Regions from separate parts of the Hordeum vulgare genome. Here region 2 is linked to region 1. The links are chromatin contacts, called in public Hi-C maps. All regions are on one chromosome and are shown on one strand. The core of a region is the stretch at or near the end of the contact, and the rest is flanking DNA. Distances in the headings are between cores, read along the strand shown.

Region 1 (3,836 bases), core at 739-3,238:
TGTGGTATTACAGCCCCAATCATCAGGGATATTAAGGACGGGAACACTGATTTTCAGGCTATATCATTTGTCCACGAAGGAAGAACCTCCAATATGAAAGCTCATCATTTAGCTAAGCATGCTTTGCATTTGGGGAAGGGACGCCTAGTGTGGCTCCTACAACCCTTTGATACTCATTTTATTCCTGTAATCCGTATTATTGATCAATAAAGCAAAGCTTCTACCCCTAAAAAAAAGGTATAACCATCAGATTTTACATGAAGACTCAGCATCTCGAAAGTTAATTAAAAATCTTAAAAAATCCACAAGAACAACCACGCAAAATTTATGACGTTGATTGTGGTTTAACTATGTCTCAATCAATTGAGAATTAGCAAATCCGCTAAAACTACGCCCAAGGTGTATATTAGTAGTACAGGAACCAGCCAAGGTAAGAGAAGTATTTACAGAGCCAACGAACCAAGAAGACGCTCGCATTTCTCCAAACGGACGGCAAACTCCGATCGTCAGAAGCAGCTCGCCGGTCTGACCTCTCCGGACGCGGACCCGCCGGCGTTTCGGCACTTGGCCTGCGCCGGCCGCTTTTGCCGGTACGTCAGCCTGATGTTCCTGAGCTTGATCCCGCTACAGGGGTTGGTGGCGCTGCAGTTGAACTTCACCGCCACGGGCGTCGTCGACGTGCCCTCGATGTCCTCGTAAGAAACGTCGCTGATCTGCACCCCCGAGCTCTGAATGCATGCACAAACAACAACAGGAGTAGTTCGTGATACATACACTGGATGGTTCACGAGTAGTTGCATTGCATGTAGGCAACTTGAATGGTGGCATCTCTTACATACCTTGCCCGGGCAATCGACCTTGCGGGGGCAGTAGTCCTGGTCGACGAGGATGGGGTTCGCCACGCGGTGCATGGTGACCTGCGAGAAGGAGACGCCCGTGACGGAGCCGGGGTTGGGCATCCCCCATGTCTTGATCCGCAAGCCGTTGGTCGTGCCCGTCAGCACCGCCCTCTCCACGGTCACGTTCCTCACCCCCTCCTCTCCGGCCTGCCCTCCCAGGCTCCCGATGCTGGCACCATACATCCAACGCAAACGCAAAACCAATTATGTCTATCGAACGTTGCGCAAATCACAAGCAAACACAATAATGGATGATGAACTAGGTGGCACCTGATGCCGTGGCCCGGGCCGCACTTGATGTCTCTGATGAGCACGTCGGAGGTGCCGGGCCCCAGGGAGACGCAGTCGTCGCCAGTACCGATCGTGGTGTTGAGGATGCGCACGTGGCGGGAGAGCTGGGCATGGATGCCGTCGGTGTTGGGGCTGTTGGCCGGCGCGACGATCCTGACGCCCTCGACCGTGACACCGGTGGAGTCGAAGATGGCAATGTGGACGTTCTTGCTGTCGAGCAGCGTCAGCTGCTCCACGCTCACGCCCTTGGACTGGCTAATGTCCAGCGTCTGCAAACGCACGTACGTATGGCATCCGTTCGCCACAGGGAATCCGAACCAAATCGCATTGCAAAGAAAAAATCATGCCATCGCTCACCCTGGGGCCCTGTCCGGTGCACCTGCCGTCCTTCTTGCACGCCCAGTACTCCTGCCCCTGCCCGTCCAGCGTGCCGCCGCGGATCGCCAGGCCGTCGGCGTGGTGGAACATGATCCACGCCATGCTGTCCACAACCGGCGGCGCGAAGACGGTGCCGTTGCCGTCGATGGCGACGACCACGCCAGCGCTCCGGCAGGGGCCCTTGAAGTAGGCCCGGCTGAGCAAGAACCTACCCGCCGGCACGCGCAGCACCGGCCGGGAGCCGGAGCGTCCCGTGTCGTTGCACGCCGCGCCCCACGCGGCCTGGAACGCCGCCGCCGAGTCCGCCCCGCCGTCGGGTCTCGCGCCGTAGTCCACCACGTTGTACTCCGCGTCCGCTGCCGCCAATCCAACCAGTGCCGTCAACGCGACCAGCAGTAGCGTGAGTCTATGGCCGCTCATCCTCCGAGCCTTTTGTTTCGCGTGAGTGATTGGAAGCTATCTTGGTGAACTTACGATGATAATGATTCGATTGAGTGGGGTAATTACGGTGATGATCATGGCGTTCGCGGCATTAATACATAGGCATTGCTTGAGATTGACCCACGTACGTTGCTGCGTGCTGAGTTTAGGAGGGGTGGGAGTGTCGTGCAGGCCATGGGCATCGGTGTTGAATTACGTTACGGCGGCAGGAATTGAAAACGCCTGGTGAATCGTGGTAAAGACGGGCTGTCGGGAGTACGCTGCATAGCTGTATACGGGCCTGGTCTCAGGTGAGTCCTGGCAATTGTATTGTGCATGGGCCTTTTGCGTACGTGTTAGCCTCGCGGGACCTCCTATGCACCACTCCTTGCGACGATCGGAAAAGCCTATTCGTCGCTCTCTGCGTCGCCATGTCGGGGCTTTGCACACGCGCACCCAGCGAGCGTTCGGGAATGGGCCGGACCATATGTAGTTCCAACACCTCCTGTTTTAAAAACCTTCTGAAGGTTACCAGCTGGTTATTCCTATTTTAGAAAACTTTTACAAGGTTCCCTGAACCCTTTTTTTTTCTTACTTTTTTTCTGTTTCTTTTTTTCTTTTTTGTCTCAGTATCAAAAAATGTCTATATTTTTTAAAGTTGTTCTTCAAATTCGGAAAATACTTTTGCTCTTTTTAAAAATGCTCGGGATTTTCAAAAAATGTTCTTCAAATTCAAAGAAAGTTTTTCCTACTTAAAAAGCGTTCTGTACTTTAAAAATGTTCTCTATTTTCAAAAAATGTACCGTATTTTCAAAAAAAATATGTATATTTAAAAAACCTTTTTCAAATTCGAAAATTTATTGATTTTGAAAAATGTTCTAGACTTTCAATAAATGTTCAAGATTTTTCAAAATTGGTTCGCAGATATAAAAATTGTTCCCGTTTTCAATTTGTCTTTCTGAAACTTCCAAAAATGTTTGTGTTTGCAAAACATTCCCTCATTTTCACAAAACCAATCACATTTTTTAAATTTTATTCACGAGTTAGAATTATCTTCCTGTTATTTGAAAAGCAATTCACAATTTTAAAAATGTTCATACTTTTATAGTTTTTTCAAAAATTTCAAATTTGTTCATGTTTTAAAATTTGTACACAATTTGAAAAATGTTCGCGGTCTCAAAATGTGTTCACAGATTCGAAAAATATTCACATTTTCAAAAATGTTCCCATATACAATTTTTTGTTTCCAATTTTCAAAAAATGTTCGTGTTTCAAAATATGCTCTCATTTTAAAAAATCCAATCACAATTTTAAAAGTTTGTTCACGAATAAGGAATATGTTCATGTCCTTCTAAAATTGTTCGCACTTCCAAATTTGTCTAGGAGTTTTCAAAATTGTACTCAGTTTCGCAATTGTTCAGGGTTTTTCAAAATTGTTCTCCTTCACAAAATTTCTTTCTCAAGATTCACAAAATGTCCGTGCTTTAAACAACTGTTCACGCTCCAAAAAAAATCGGGTTTTTTTCAAAATTCTTCTCTGTTTCCAAATTTTGTTCTCAAGATTAAAAAAATGTTCAGGCTTTAGAAACATTTTCGTGCTTCCAAATTTGTTCAGGTTTTTTCAAAATTGTTCAGCTTCCCCCTGTGTGGCGCAGGGCTCCCTGCCGTAATGAGCGGCAGGTAGGAGCTCTCACGGCGAACTGCGGAGCGGACGCACACCTGGTCGCCCGACTGGGCCGGCCCAGTTTTTTTTTGTCTTAAGAAAATCTGATACTTTCCTCTTTTTTCTTTTCATTTCTGTTCCTCTAAATTTGTTTGTATTTATTTGCTTTTTATGGGTTTATTTTT
Region 2 (3,836 bases), core at 723-3,222, 990 kb before region 1:
TACATATCTTGTCCATGCTCCTGGCAGAATATAAAACTTGTGATTTATAATTTATCGCACATGTTCTATTTCTTATAGTGAACCCTACTTAAATTGCTTACTGTGATAGCAACCCTCCAGTTGCTTATAATGGTCAGTCTCAGTCATCATGCGTTGCTGGACGAAACAGCCCCTCCGTGCTTACTTAGGCTGGAATTATCCTCTGAAATGAATCAGTCAACACTCAACGTTGCACTGCCATTTGACACAACCTGGTAGTATTATAGTGACAGAAACTGGTAAGCTAACACAATTCTTTGGGAGCTTGCTGTAGCACAAACCGAGGAATCTGCAATTATGTTCTGTCACTAACAATAATCTGCTTGCAGGTTAACATGTTGAATAACCGCATGGCCGGAAACTGACTCGATGATGCATAATGCAACGTTCTAAGCATGCATCAATGCATTAAAATGTTACCAAAAGCAGCCAATTCAAAACATTTGACTAGACCGCCCTTATGAAAGAAGCCAAGTCATGATACAAATAAGATTTAGGATACATTAACCAATGAATTTAAAATAACTATGTGCACTTTGCTAGTCAACAGAAGAGAATAGTCACTTATCAAGAACTAATATAAATGGTCAAGTTGAGGTGGATGTTCCATGACAGAAAATCTGCACAATCTTGTTCAAGCAATGCACCAAAATTTCCAAACTCCAATCTTTATCTTTTAAAGTTACTACACGCACCACTCAAAATATATTCTTCCGAGAAAGATGCTTCATATTGCACTCATCTTATGCCAACACACAATCAGAAACAAAAACCACGCAGCAAGCCTATTTACAAGTAAGAGGTGGCCATGCTCCGCACATCAGTCGGCATGAAGGCCAGCACCATCAACAGGATGAGCAAGCAGACCGGCAAGAGCAGCAGTAGCGATGGCGGTGGGGGCAACGGAGGCAGCACCAATGGCAGTATGAGCAATGAAACGGTGAGGCAGGCGAGCACGAAGAACGCTTCGACGCCGAAGTAGTTCGGTATGACAACCTTCTTGTCAGCAGCATTTGCCCTCTGCTGCTGCATTTGCCTCTTTGCAGTATTTGGTCTGGCTAACACAGGGCTGCTCCTCTGCCTACTACCGCCTCTGTCCATTGCACCGAACTGGCTATCCATCTATTCTTTGGTGAGTGCAGATCAGCGGCTATCCAGGAACTGAGATGAATAAGAACTTGTGGAATCTGAAGGTTTTTAACAGATCTGAAGTCTTTGTGAGTCCGTGACTGAACTGCAGATCATCTGCTGTGGAAGAACTGCACCGCAAGTGGCAATACCTGTGGAGCGAAGAAAAATGTTACTAGAAAACAAGAAAATCATGCTCACCTATTAACCAAACATTCAGGTATGTTTTTCTATGCCGTCAAAATTTTCAAGAAATACTAGGTAAAAGGCCATACTTCTCCACGCAAAATTGTACAAACAACCTAGCTACATGAACCAAAGAACCGATGAACCAACCAAAACATAAATATGGCAAGAGTGTGGACAATCAAGCATAAGAAAAAAGGCAGTACCTTCGATCCTGAAACTTGCATTTTGGTGATGCCCGTACCACGCATCCACCTGAAGGAAGGCCTGCCCTAAGAATCCCCTCTCCTCCAAATCAACACCCCCGACCAAGAAAGACACCAAGATCACTCCGAACACGATGCTCTCGGATTGGATTCTGCCCACCAGCAGCTAGCACGGAACGGGATTAGTTTACGGTGGCGCAGGAGAAAGGAAGATGCCAGCAAAGGCGGATCCCCCTGACGGCGAAGCAGATATCGTCCGCGGGGGCGGTGACTCGTGTATCCCCTGTGGCGACGCTGCTGCTGTGGCCGGATGGAGATGGAGATGGGGATGGGGACGGGGGAGGAGAGGCCAAGCATGATGACGGAGGAAGCGAGAGAGGGGCAGACAATTTTATGAGTGGGGTTTGAAATCTAGGGGGGAGCTTGGAGGGGAGGCGAAGGGGGGCGGATACATTGCATCAAGGACCAACTTGAGGGGGGCAGGCAAGCTATGCATGCATGATGGAACAGGGGGTGGGGGTGGGGGTGGGGTGGGCCATAAGCCTCCTTCCTCTCCTTTTGGCAGTGGATGTTGCTGTAGTCTTGGTGCCTTGGCTGGGTTTACTACTTCCCCTAATTGCACTTAGCATATGCTTTGTTAGTACTAGAGTATGAGACCTTTTACTCTTATTAGTGTGAATCTAGAAGATTCTTATTAGTTGTTGTAGGGGTAGGCCTGCTGATGTGGCGCCTACATGGGTCTTGCTGTCGGTGTAAAGGTTAGCAGGTTAGCGGTGAAGCGTCACAAACCTTATGTCGACTCGATATTTTCGTCGCCGCGACATATGATGGCGGAAGATGATCAAGAACCATTACATTAATCCTACAACTAGGCCTCTAATTTAGTTCAGGAATAAAGAATATGCAGATAAATTATGTAATATTTACTGCGTTAGGATTGGCATTGTTAATTTGTTACTGTTAAGAGTTGCATTTGATGAAGAGAATGCATTTTGACGATTTTGGTAGAAAACATTGACATAGTTTTTTGGGGAACTTTACTAGACACGTTTTACTTTGTTATGGTGGTTAGTAGGAGTGTGTTCTATGCATTTGTACTGACCGAGTCAACGATGTGAACGTTAGCGGTGAAGCACCACAAACCATATGTCCACGGGATATTCTAGTATGTTGTATGTATTTGTACCAAGCCATTGGTGTAAAGGTTAGCGGTGAAGCGTTATAAACCCTATCTTAACATGATATTTTTGTTGTCGAGACAAATGATAGTGGAAGAGGATTAAGAATCATCATTTTAATACTAAATGTAGCACTTGAAGTTGAGAAATAAGGATGGGCAAGCAAATTATGTCATTTTCTAGTGTTAGGATGGATATTGTGTAATGTGCTCCTAATAAGAATTGCATTTGTGATGGAAGATATTGAGATAAAGATCTTAAATGTCTTTGTTCTTGACTAGACAAGCTTTAATTTGTTACTACGACGGTTAGTAAGAGTATCTTGTATGGATTTGTACTGACTCGACAGTTAGAGGTGTAAAGGTTAGCGCTGAAGCGCAAGGAACACTATGTAGATTGAATGTTTTCGCTATGCTACAATGAGTCTTGTCGAGATAAAATAAATAAATGGTGAAGAGTATCAAGAATCAAATCCTGATGCTAGCCTCCAAATGTAGTTGCGAATAAAGAAGGCATGGGTAAATTATATTATATTTGGTGTGTTAGGACTGATATTGTGTATCCCTCCAAAAAAGTTTGACATTGTGTAATTTGTTACTAACAACAATCACATTTGGACTACCATTATGTTCTAGAAGGATTTATAATACAATCTTTTTCCTCTCATGGCAAAGGTGTGTTTGACAATTATGATGGGGAAACTTGACATATAGAAATAATCAAGCACCTTTTTTTAGACACCATCTTTGATCTTTACAAGACAAGCTATGTGACGCAGATCAACATTATTATTTTCTTTTTAAACATAGTATAATTAAAGTTGTTTACATACACGAGCGTATATTTACCTCTATAAAGGCACGCACACACACTTTACTTCTATGAGCACCTTCGAAAGACCGAGCCGACACGTCATCTTAAAATTGTTAAATTCATCACAGACGCCTTCGTAGTTAACATAGGCTTGGTGCCTTAGTTGGATTTACTACTTCTCCTAATTGCATTTAGCATATGCTTTGTTAATACTAGAGCATGATACCTTTTACTCTTAGTGTGAATCTAGGGAACTTTACAAGACAAGCTTTACTTTTTTATTTTT

The links. Hi-C and Micro-C count contacts between places; a contact is called where the count stands out from the background.
Region 2: a contact with region 1 is called in a Hi-C map of seedling, with 7 times the contacts expected there. The contact joins the promoter of LOC123451167 here to the promoter of LOC123451164 in region 1. A contact is called at or near these places in 2 of 6 Hi-C or Micro-C datasets (leaf and seedling).

Annotation. Positions count from the first base shown.
Region 1 is chr4H:48,415,114-48,418,949 of MorexV3_pseudomolecules_assembly, reverse strand. LOC123451164 (polygalacturonase-like) reads right to left here and starts at 1,988. Exons shown (of 4, transcript XM_045128175.1): 1 at 1,548-1,988; 2 at 1,170-1,459; 3 at 840-1,068; 4 at 329-728. The coding sequence starts at 1,988. The coding sequence ends at 507.
Region 2 is chr4H:49,400,666-49,404,501 of MorexV3_pseudomolecules_assembly, reverse strand. It overlaps LOC123451167 (protein AUXIN-REGULATED GENE INVOLVED IN ORGAN SIZE-like), which reads right to left and starts at 1,972. Exons shown (of 2, transcript XM_045128179.1): 1 at 1,560-1,972; 2 at 692-1,319. The coding sequence starts at 1,161. The coding sequence ends at 829.